2 separate regions of the Bombyx mori genome follow, and region 2 is linked to region 1. A link is a contact called in public Hi-C data. All regions are on one chromosome and are shown on one strand. The core of a region is the stretch at or near the end of the contact, and the rest is flanking DNA. Distances in the headings are between cores, read along the strand shown. Region 1 overlaps LOC101735802 (nuclear factor of activated T-cells 5). Region 2 holds the start of LOC101735802 (nuclear factor of activated T-cells 5).

Evidence for each region. A called contact is a pair of places that touch in the nucleus more often than the background predicts.
Region 2: a contact with region 1 is called in a Hi-C map of midgut, with 1.7 times the contacts expected there. The contact joins the promoter of LOC101735802 here to the enhancer-like site in region 1. A contact is called at or near these places in 2 of 7 Hi-C or Micro-C datasets (midgut and whole pupa).

The regions. Positions count from the first base shown.
Region 1 is chr4:1,411,834-1,417,543 of ASM3026992v2, reverse strand. It overlaps LOC101735802 (nuclear factor of activated T-cells 5), which reads left to right. Exons shown (of 14, transcript XM_021349948.3): 8 at 104-291; 9 at 1,576-1,747; 10 at 2,987-3,037; 11 at 5,326-5,444. Among protein-coding and RNA genes, the nearest start is that of LOC732901, 18 kb to the right of the region's middle. Within about 2 kb of position 3,178, at least 5 of the 8 cell types and tissues checked have open chromatin away from gene starts, as enhancers often do.
Region 2 is chr4:1,525,691-1,531,400 of ASM3026992v2, reverse strand. It overlaps LOC101735802 (nuclear factor of activated T-cells 5), which reads left to right and starts at 3,634. Exons shown (of 14, transcript XM_021349948.3): 1 at 3,634-5,478. The coding sequence starts at 5,400. It overlaps LOC733127 (chromobox-like protein 5), which reads right to left and starts at 2,113. Exons shown (of 5, transcript NM_001047074.1): 1 at 1,937-2,113; 2 at 1,457-1,576; 3 at 836-1,028; 4 at 152-258. The coding sequence starts at 2,035.

The DNA of each region.
Region 1 (5,710 bases), core at 1,929-4,428:
GAGCGACGCGTGATCGTCTTCAATGTTTTTTCAAGCTCAGTTGATACAGCAATTAACATTGAATAATTTGTGATGCCCATTTCAATTCTATGGTATTCCACAGCGCAACCGCCGGGCGTACCAGAGGTGTGCCGAAAGTCACTAGTCTCGTGTCCGGCCACCGGAGGCCTGGAACTATACCTGCTCGGCAAGAACTTCCTCAAGGAGACCAAGGTGGTGTTCTGTCAGAGGCACGAGGGTCGCACGACTTGGGAGGAAGAAGTCACGCCTGACAAAGAATTTTTGCAACAGGTATGTATCGAATGATTTGTGATTGTTTTGAATGAAAACGGAATTATGCTTAGATAGGAATACACAATATGTGAACTCTTCGCGGGGCTGAGAAAGAAATAGTGAACAATGTTTCTTATTAACTGCATCAGTATTATTTTGCTAAACTAAACATAAATGAGTCGTCTATTATCAAAGGTGGCAATCTGTGCATTTGGACAAAAAAAAATTATTGATATGTCAATACAGATTGATTTGAATATAATCGTCTCCTTCAAAGAATACGGTTCGAAACCAGCATTAAATAAAGGTTAATAGTTAACCTGTTATTTATCTAAGATGTCGTTCAGAAGAGTTTTGTGACTGCCAATGGAATACAAAGTCAATAATTCGTTTTTCTGATTTACCAATCTTTGTCCAAAAGTCACATTGCCGGCTTTGATAATAGTCGACTCAAATATTGCGTATTTAGTACAAACCAGTGGTTCGCCTAATGATCGAATAACAACCATAACCACTGCTTCTTCAAGATTTAAGATTAATTTATGTATTCTCTTTTGTTTCGTTGTTTCTTTTCCTACAAAGTTGAAAAAATAATATTTAAAAATAAAAAATTGAAAACGACGGTAGTTGCAAGACCCTCCCGTGCCACATGAGGTCATTGACTTCACGCGTTGACGTATCTCAATTGTCACATCGCGTGTTATATAGTGCTTTTCAAATAAGAATGTGCACGTCAATGACCTTGATCTGTCAAAGTTCGATAAAAAGTATGGACAGCAACAAAGAAAATGTTGTTTTCTTTTTTGTTATTGAATTTTTTGCCTAATTATGAAGACTATTAATAAATGTTCATTTTAACACACACTTACATAATTGTCTTGAAATGTTGAGTACTGGTCGAGGTAAATTAAACATGTACTTAGATTAAATAAATAAATAAAAACCACCTATTAAAAAATCAAGGCTGTAACACTGTCGGGCTCTGTAATTTATGGATGGGCGACAATGATGATGATCACTCAAGCAGTGGGATGAGTGGAATCGGCAAACTCAAAGATTTAGATTATAAATAAATATTTATAAATTCCTACCTTTTTTTACTGACTACCTATTTTTTCGATTTGACACCTTTTTCGTCACAATATGGCGCAGGTCCATGCACATTCTTATTTGAAACGCATTTTAGATTATTTGTCATTATTACGAGTCTTCGGTGTTGCCGCCTGGTTTTTGTTTTAAGGAGTCAGTCAGGTTAGTATCACCGTGACCAGCGCCGAATTGACACGCGTGTGTTGTTCTCAGACGCACCTGGTGTGCTGCGTGCCGGCGTACGGGCGACAGGACCTGAGCGAGGCGGTGGCGGTGCAGCTGTTCGTGAGGTCGGGCGGCAAGGCGTCGGAGCCGCACTGCTTCTACTACACGCCGCCCGCTCTCGACACGGGCCCCCTACATTGCTCGCGCCATCACTCGCAAGGTAACGCCCGCCAGCCCTACCCCCCCACCCGCTTCGGTACTGTCCGCCCGTCACCGGGGACACCATGTCGGTGTTGCGAGATTCGTCTCCGTTTTTGTTTTTCCAAATTTTTTAAATCGTGTTATGGCTTAAAGGTCCCGTTACCAGGACATAAAATCCAAAAAAAATAATTAAATCGTGTCACCAAATGACATGTGTCAACGTCAAACGAACGGCCATGTTTATTTTCAAGTCTTAGTTCGATTTTTAATTTATAGAAACGGAAACGACAGACGCTTCTCTAAATGTCATTGTTACCCTCACGAACATGTTAGTGAAGAGCATGTGAACTAAGATGTCCGCTTCTCCATGTGCCGATGGAATACAAAATTGCTGATGATACGGTGCCCGGATGTTTGATTGGTGTATTTATTCATCTAAATGTCGTAGCTTACCGTGAGGCCAAACGTCATACGTAAGCCAATGTTATTTATACAAAAATAGCTTGCACTACAGTACAATCATAGATTAAGTAGTAACAAAAAAGTATATAGAAGATAAATAATTCAAATTTTCTTTGTCTATGGTCGAACATTCAAATAGCATTGTTGAACAATTTTGGCTTCATTTTTCATCACTTTTTTGCTTTTCACCTTAATTAGCGACATTGAGACATTAATGTAACCGAATTTATTAATTTTATGAACAGAAAAAAAAACATGAACTTTCTCAATCTCGCTGATGTTGTAAAAATAAGTGCTAATTTTACACTAACACATATTTAAAAGAAATATTTTGGTCGTTTCATCACAGCTTTTTTTAAATCTATAGAGAAGCGATGAACTGCTGCTCGTCCTGCGCATTAACACTGGTTTATATCAAGATCGATTTAATGTTGCGAAATTAACACTTATCTCAATTGTATCATAGAGTTCATTATTACATAACAACAGATTGATTTCAACCGAATCGATCCTGTTAATAGCATGACATGTTGTCCAGTTCGAATGTGCATTCTATGTTTTAAACACAGCATATTAGTTAACTAACAATAAATATATACATACAAGCTTTGGTTGACGGCACCCGCGCAATGCTTTCAATGGTTGTAGTGTCTGCATGATTTTCTTTATTTTTATTTTAAATAAGTTACATATCAATATATATATTTATGAGCAACAAGTTTTTGGAAGAAATGACTGATGCGTAAACGGCGTACTCTCTCTTTTTTTCCTTTTTGTTCAAGCTAGGTCTGTCTAGGTAGCGACCACAGCCGAGCGCCGCCGCTGCCCGCTGACCCGCGCCAGCACGGTATTGACACGCACGCATACGCACACTACGCACCGACACACTACAAGCCGACAAACTACACACCGACACACTTCAAGCCGACCAACTACACACCCACACACTTCAAGCCGACATACTACACACCGACACACTACAAGCCGACAAACTACACAACGACACACTACAAGCCGATAAACTACATACCAACACACTTCAAGCCGCCAAACTACACACCGACACACTTCAAGCCGACAAACTGCACACCGACACACTACAAGCCGACAAACTACACACCGTCACACTTCAAGCCGACAAACTACACACCGACACACTTCAATACGACAAACTACACACCGACACACTGCACACCGACACGCTACGCACCGACACACTACACACCGACGCACTACACACCGACGCACTGTCGATAACACTAATACAACAAAATATATATCTAGCTTCACTTGTATTCTACTAAAGTAAAAAAAAACTGTCATATTACATAAAAGTAATTTTTTGTTGATTGTCTTACATAATATTGAGTTATATTTTTAAAAAAACGTGACATTGAATATCAATTGTTTTAAAAAATACGTGTATTCATAATGTATTTATAAAATAAGTTTTGATCACATATACATTCGACAGTGCAACATACTCACGCAATTACACTCATCTTATCTTTACAATAAAAACAACACAGCATCAAAGAGAAAAGCATTTTTTTAACAAAAAGTAAATTTCGATTATCCCGTTTAATTTGGATATTTTCATAATAAATCGACAAAAGCACTTCAGTGTATAATTTTATAAATAAACCAAATTTTTTAATTTTATAAATTTTAGTAAGCTTAAATTAAAAATAAATAATGGATATCTAAAGAAAATTGATTTCATATTTACCACAAAAAAAATATGTTTACCTGTTTTAAAAAAATAACGCCTAGTTTGACGGTGCCCAAAGGTGTCAAAATAATTAATAATAATAAATACCCTTCGTCAGATGTGGCTGAACGGGTTTTTATTGAAGCCAAATGTGAAATACAAGAATATCTTTGAAATAAAATACAATTTTTGTAACTTTCCCGGGTGGGTCTTTGTGAATAAATAAAAATACAAATTCAAATTTTATTCATAAAATTGTAGTTAAAAAAAAAAACAATAATCCACTTTTACAGAGAGCTATATAACTACCCACCGACACAACACATCGATTCCAGGTTGAAACTGCACATAACCTCCCAACATCTAGCTAGAAATTAATCGTGCTTCACTCTATTTGAACCCCCTTGGAAGCGTATCTCCACTTAAGGTGCTTTCTAAGGTTGCCTAACAAACATGAACCGTACAGTTTTAAACTTCAATCGATTTTACTGCGAACTGTAAATACAAAAAAATTCTAAAATTTCCTTTAAAATGAGTGACACGATTAAATTGAAAAAAACTTTAAATAATAACAGAATAGAGTTTGGCATTTTGCCTTAAAAATTCAAAAAATAAAGAGTTTGTTCCAATTTATTTATATCGGTAATAATTTATTTAAGAATTTATTTATTTAAAGACAACATTGAATTTTATGTTATCTTGGTCCTTATTCTATTTTACAAGGTGTAAAATGGAAAAGCAACAATATCAATTACAAATGAAGAAAGGTTTTTTTTTTAAACTATAAAGCAGAAGAGCTAGAAATTAGCTACTGCATTAATACAAGTTACAATTTACAGGGCTAATAATTATGTTTCAGTGTCAATGATTCTACAAATAACATTAGAGTGTCAATCATTGGTAAAGAATTATAAAAATTGTAAATGCCAATGGATTATAAAAAAACTGTTCTTGACATAAATTAAGGCATGGTTGTATTCATATTGTTTTAACTACAATAATTTTTCATTTCATCTATGTTTTTATATTTGACTTAGGGTTTCTGATTTCAGATATATTTTTTTCCGATTAAATACAATAATGTACAGAATAATTATACATTATGATGCAGTTATAATATTGTCTTCGTTTTATAGTTAATGATTGATTTTCCAACGCGATTCAAAAAATCAAATTTAAACCAAATCAAATCATTGTCATGTGAAACCAAAGGGTTTCATGTAATTGAACAATGTCAATCATTATTATTATTAAGAAGACGTATTACAAAAACTAAAATTGAAAAAAATAAAATTGAAAAAAAATAAATTGGAAATGCTCAAGCACCTAAATCCTAAGTGGAGGTACGCTGGTGAGGCACAAGCACGGAGTTAGGGCTGCCACACTTGGGAACATGGGTTACAGCTTTGTGTTGCGTGCAACAGGTGGCGAGGAGGCGCGGCCGGTGCTCATGTGGGGCGCGATGCCGCCGCCCGCCCTGCCCGTGCGCAGACCCTCCGTCATCCTGCCAGACCCACACTCGCCTCTCGGACTCAAGAGTGAGGTAAATAGTTCATACAAGGACTGTGTTCAGTTTCCGAACGCAAAAATGTCAGCGCGTGACATCCGCCATGACACCAATCTCTTTACAAATCCAGTCGCCAAGAGCAATGCCTAAATTTTATAGTCTCTCTTATATTAAGTCGTTAATTTGTCATATAAAGGTACAATAAATATCTCATACCAAAAATACAGTGCACGCTCAATTACCACAACGCGACAGCTTTATTTTCTCTTGACAAATTTCGAACCATTTGATATTTTAAACAC
Region 2 (5,710 bases), core at 2,385-4,884, 110 kb before region 1:
CAAAGATTTAGGAATTATGCCAAACATTTCAAATTTTTTTATTATAGATGTGTAGAAGTCTAGACTTTTAAATCAAACCTTTCCATAAAAGTTGCTTTGGTTGTGACTAAAAAATGTATACAAACAATGCAGAAGACAAAAAAATACTTACTTGCTGCGGGCATTTAACATTAGCTACTTTAGCTGGAACTAGTTCAGCCTCGTCAGAGTCTGTCCATTTGATCAAAAACATTAGTTCACCGGTAGCATCTGAAGCGCCTGAAATTTACATATACTTTTTTTTATTTCAGTAAAATATATTTCTCTATAACTGTAAAATAAAGGAAATGTTGGATTCTACATGCCATAATATGCCTTATGCATATTAATTAGATAATACAGTGATCCCTTTATAACACATTACTGTTATAATGTATTACATTAGTGTATTAATGTATTATGTTATATTAGGCGATTTCAGTCCCTCATATAACACGAGTATTACCCCATATAATGCAGGGATTTAACACATTATACTTCTGTTGTACTGTGAAATTTGCACATTGTGTTGTTATAAAATTAAATTAAGTTCATTTATTAAGTTAATGTTCAACCTCTTTGAATTGTAAAAAAATTGGTTATATTTTATTGTGTACAAACTTGTTGTACAAGAATATTCCTACAGCACTTTTCCTATAATGCGGAACCAATCTACGGTGTTATAGGAAATTTTATGATTACTGTATATTATAAAACTTCAGCACATTTAATGTTTTCCGTATAACTGTCAACTACTCTATAAATACTATACTTTTTTCTCTTTGAATGCCCAGCAATGTCTGAGTAAATATTATACCTATAATTTTCTCAGCTTTGAGTCCTTTATCAAAGCCAGTTTTGCTTTTTTCTTCCTTTCTTTCCCTTTTGCTCTCTTTTGGTTCGTCAGCCGACGAAACACTTGCCCCCCGACCTTTCCTACCAGAACTGGTCTCCTCACTTGATTCACGGACTCGCTTCTTAGCACGGTCCTCAGGTTTTTTTGAAGATTTCTGGAAAGGCAACATGTAAGTTAATATATTATTATGTAAAACGCAAATTAAAACAAAAGATTCGAAATTATTTGTGAGTATCAAAATTAATCAATTGGCTAAAGCCAAGAGTAGTGAAATCACTTGTTTCAACCAAAACCATTCACACACACAATTATAGGACCATTAATAGATGAAATTTCTATTTCTTGTTTTAATTATGACATTGCAAGTATTGCTTATTTAAAACTGTTGGAATTTAGTGACCCAAAATATGCTTAAAGATCAAAGTCATTACGCAGCTCCTCAATAGTAAGAGAAGTATGATTTTATAAATTATATGATTCCATTTTTAACTAACACTGAAAATCGAGTTAAGTGAATAATTTCAATAAATTGTTCGAGACACAGTTACATATATTCCCCACTACTACGAATTTTGACTATACCTCTTTTTCTTTCCTATTTTCTTCAAAAGTTTTAATCAGTTCCTCACAGTCTAAGTTTTCAACAGGCTCCCAAGTACTCTCTTCCTCCTTATAGCCTTTCCATTTCAATAAATATTGGATCTAAAATGAAAATAGCAAATTAAAAAACCGAATACACCAATCAATTCAAATTTAAGACCTGACATGAAACCTTGTTTGGGTACAAAAACATGATCAACATAACTATCCTCGCTTTTTGTATAAATTAACAAGATGAGAACCTGAGCGTCCGAACCGCTGCGAATAGCTAGTGTACTTAGCATTAAGCACTAAGGTTACCGCGAATTGGTTATCAAAACAAACGGGTAAAACCATGTTCATTAAATTTCATTTCACTTAAAATTAACATCAATGGTAACCGAAATTAATAAAACTTTAGAATCTTTCCATATTAATATCGTGGAATGTGTACTTCAAAATAAACTTAGTTAATATTCCGACCTTTCCTTTGACTGTACGTTTGTTAAGAACTTTCTCCACGACATATTCTTCCTCGCTCGATGCTTCACTGGTCTCCGTTTTCTTCTCTTTTTTACCCATGCTGTGCTAAGAAAGAGCGGCACTTTTTCACAAAATCACGAGAATTCACGTAAGCGTCGCTGCTATCAAGCTCCCAAAATGGCGCGTTCAAAATATATATGGCGCCGCTTATTGAGTCAGTAACGAAAAGTGACAATCGAATCATTCGATTTCCTATTCGGTCGAATGATTTGGAGGAATTATTATTGTCCAACTTAAAAAAAATTTGTCATATTGTCAATAACTACAGCGATAGTTTTCCTAAGTACCTATTAATGCAAAGCTATTTCAAATTTACATGATTTTTTAAATTTTAAATTAGTTTATCCTTTTTCGTTATGGCAATCGGATTACGGGCATCCTATTTGAAGATTATTGTTGTAAAATCTAACTAGCCCTGCCAGTAAATGGCGATATAGAAACTTTTCGAGCAACCCAAGAAGTTCTAGTACATAGTCTATTGATTTTTTCCAGGTTGGGAATGTGATGTAGGGAACATTAATGTAGTTTTACAAGAGATAGAAGGCTAATGTCACTTGAATGTGTGTTATTAAGTGGTTATTACTCATGACGGCGTGTAGTTCTGCTATCTTCTCCTTTATTCTCAGTTAACTGTACAAAGAAAGTTGTTCTCATAGATCGTATGGAACCCTTAAGTCTACGAAAGAGCTTGGATTCAATCTGTGCATATCCAAAGTCCTCTGTGTGTTCTGATAAAACTTTTCAGATCATCCGATCGTCTCGGTTTTTTGCTCCTTATCATCGGGTTCTAATACGGTCGCAGTTTCAAAATTTTAGATTTATTTAGATATTACAAGTTTATGTAATCCAATTTCATCCCTTTCAAAGTGATTATAAAATTATTACGAATATTTGCACACTTGAAGAACAGAATAATATTTTTCGTACTTGTAATAATGCAATATTTTCTGTGGCTATTAGTTACCTAAGATTTATGTACTTTTATTAAGTAAATTGTAAACTTAAATGCCCTTCTTAAAAGTCAGTAAAAATTGTCGTAACATACATCTCTAAACTAGTCTCGTAACTTTGTACAACGATTGAGTATAAGATAACTATATATTAAGGAAAGCTCTCTAATGGCGAATTATTATTTGAATCAGATCAAATAAGTTACCAAAACTGAATAGTAACTGAATAATTCAGTTGGTCTTGACAGATCCAAGTGGCAATGTGGAAGACAGTTTCTTATTGGACCTGATTCCATTATCTTGATTGGTAAAAAAGAAGAAAAGACAGAGCTTGCAGTGCTATCGAGTTTATTTTTTCTAACTGAACTATGATATATTAGTACCGACCTAAATAAAATTGAAATAGTGAAATTGTCTAGAAGTCTTATGTATGTACTAGAAGTATTGCTTAATGTATCTTTGATTGTTTTTAAATTAATTAATTATTTGTTTTAATAAATTTTATAATGCATGTATATTTAATTGTATTTTAAGTTAGTCATTAAAAAAAGAAAAACTAAAATGCAAAAATTTATTAAAAATTTCCAATGTTAGTCAAAAGTTTCTCTACCACTTCCAAATATCGATTTTGCAAATTTACCTATCTCTAACTCACTTGCGTTGGCCAACATTGCAAAACACTTCTTTCTGTCTGTATCTTTCTCACATTGTTGTTATTGCTTTTGTTAAAAAAGTAATTGTATGACATGTTTTATTTTCCCTACTTTTTTCATTAGTTACACAAAATTAGTTTGAAAAAAATAATGCAGCTTATCTATTTTGAGGAATTAAATAAGCAGTGAAGGACTATGTATTTAATTTAACGTGTGAGTGAGATGAAATAGATTAAAAAAATTAAGGTTGTCACCATTGGAAGTAATTTTTTAGTAAAAAAAAATCTGGTTGGTGTAAACATGTATTTTATTTTTACTACATATAGCTTCTCATTTATGTTACATTAAAACAAAAGCTATGAGATCTATGCAAAAAGCTCGCTTGTTTATTCAAGAACGCAATAGCGAAATGACGGAAAAGACCACTTGTAACTTTATTAGTTGGGACCATCGATATATTACCACGATGGTAATATATCGATGGTTGGCACACTCTGTCCGCAAGTTACGGCCAAAGCGTTACAGAATTGTGTTGAAAAAACCGTGCTTTGATGAACTACCTCACAGCCTACCTCAAATCTAGTTTAAAATGGTTACCTAAGCACATAAAAATCACAATGAATGAATCCCGCCTCTCACCTTGAGGCACGAGGGCAAAGTCCAAGTTGCCGTGAATAAAAGCTATCGCACCTTTCAAACCAGGAAGCTGCTTCTTTGCTAAAGTCGCCAGGATAGTGGTAGCAATCCGTGCAGCCTTACAATGCTATACCAGCACTAAATGTCGGTTGACGATAGTAGTATTTAATTAATTGATTTATTTAGTTGTACCAACAAAGTGATCATGAATACAAAACATTGACAAATTGACAATAAGTACATGACAGGTGTCACCTCAATTATAGATGCAATCGACAGTGCAATAGTTAACAGTATCTTGAAATTAGAAAAGTAAAAATACAATGAGTAATTTTAAGAAATATGAAATTCAAAATGGTGATTTGTCACTACGTAACAAAAAATATAATATCTACACTTATTAAAAATTAATGTATATAACTTGGTTTATAAAATTTGTTTAATAAAAATTTTAAACACGGAATTTTTTATTTAGCTCTGAAACTAGCAGTCATCACAACAGTCTGCAATATTCGTAATCTAAATAATGCCTACAATTAAATGTCAACGTCAATCCTACTAGTGATATCTAAAACTTCAGAGAAGCAAATAATATAAATAATAAAAGCGTATTAAAAAAGTGTTTGTTTAAGGGATTTTATTCCAAGAGACTGAATGCCAACCCTAACAAAATTACTGTTCTGTCTACGAAATTCACATCTTGACGAACTTCATGTTTATTTCATTCATTTTCGTTGCATTACTTGCCAGTTGCCTGCCTGTATCAATCAAAACACGGCTGACCGTACGTTCGTTTCGTAGCAACTTTCATTTCAGTCGTGTCGTTCCCTTCTTGCTGGGTTGATTGTTGTGTTTAGTGGTGTTATCAAACGAGTGGTTTGCGTTAAATTTATCAGTGCTTTTTAGTAATATAAACATAGCTATTGTGTAAATTAGTGTTATATCAACTAATCAACTTGTGTTCCAATTAAACTTACAATTAAAACAGTTGAAGTGTCTATTCCACTCGATTATTTCAATTTGACTTTTGACGTCACTTTGAACTACCAATCAGTTGGCGGTATAGAGAAAACAACTACATTGATACTGTCGTGCTTGTTTTGGTTCGAGGTAACAATAATATTGAAGGAAATGTCTAATGAGACGTAAAAAGTGATCATCAAAATGCTTTTAAAATGTACTGCGGACGGGCGGCCAATCAAAGAAAACGGAACACCGGGAAATCATGCGAGCGGCACCAGAGGTAAGGTCAGAAAATGTTCAATACAACTGTGTTGAATAGTGTTGATTGAACAATCTAATTGTTGAAATGACAAGTCCAGATTTGAAATAAGAACATTGCATGTTTTTTTTTAACACTTATTTTAGATTTCTTTTAACTTATCAGGCTAACCCCACAGGTTTGTTTTAATTTTAGAATAATATATATAAAGCTGCATTGAAATTTATAAAATTGGTATTCCTATTATTTTTTT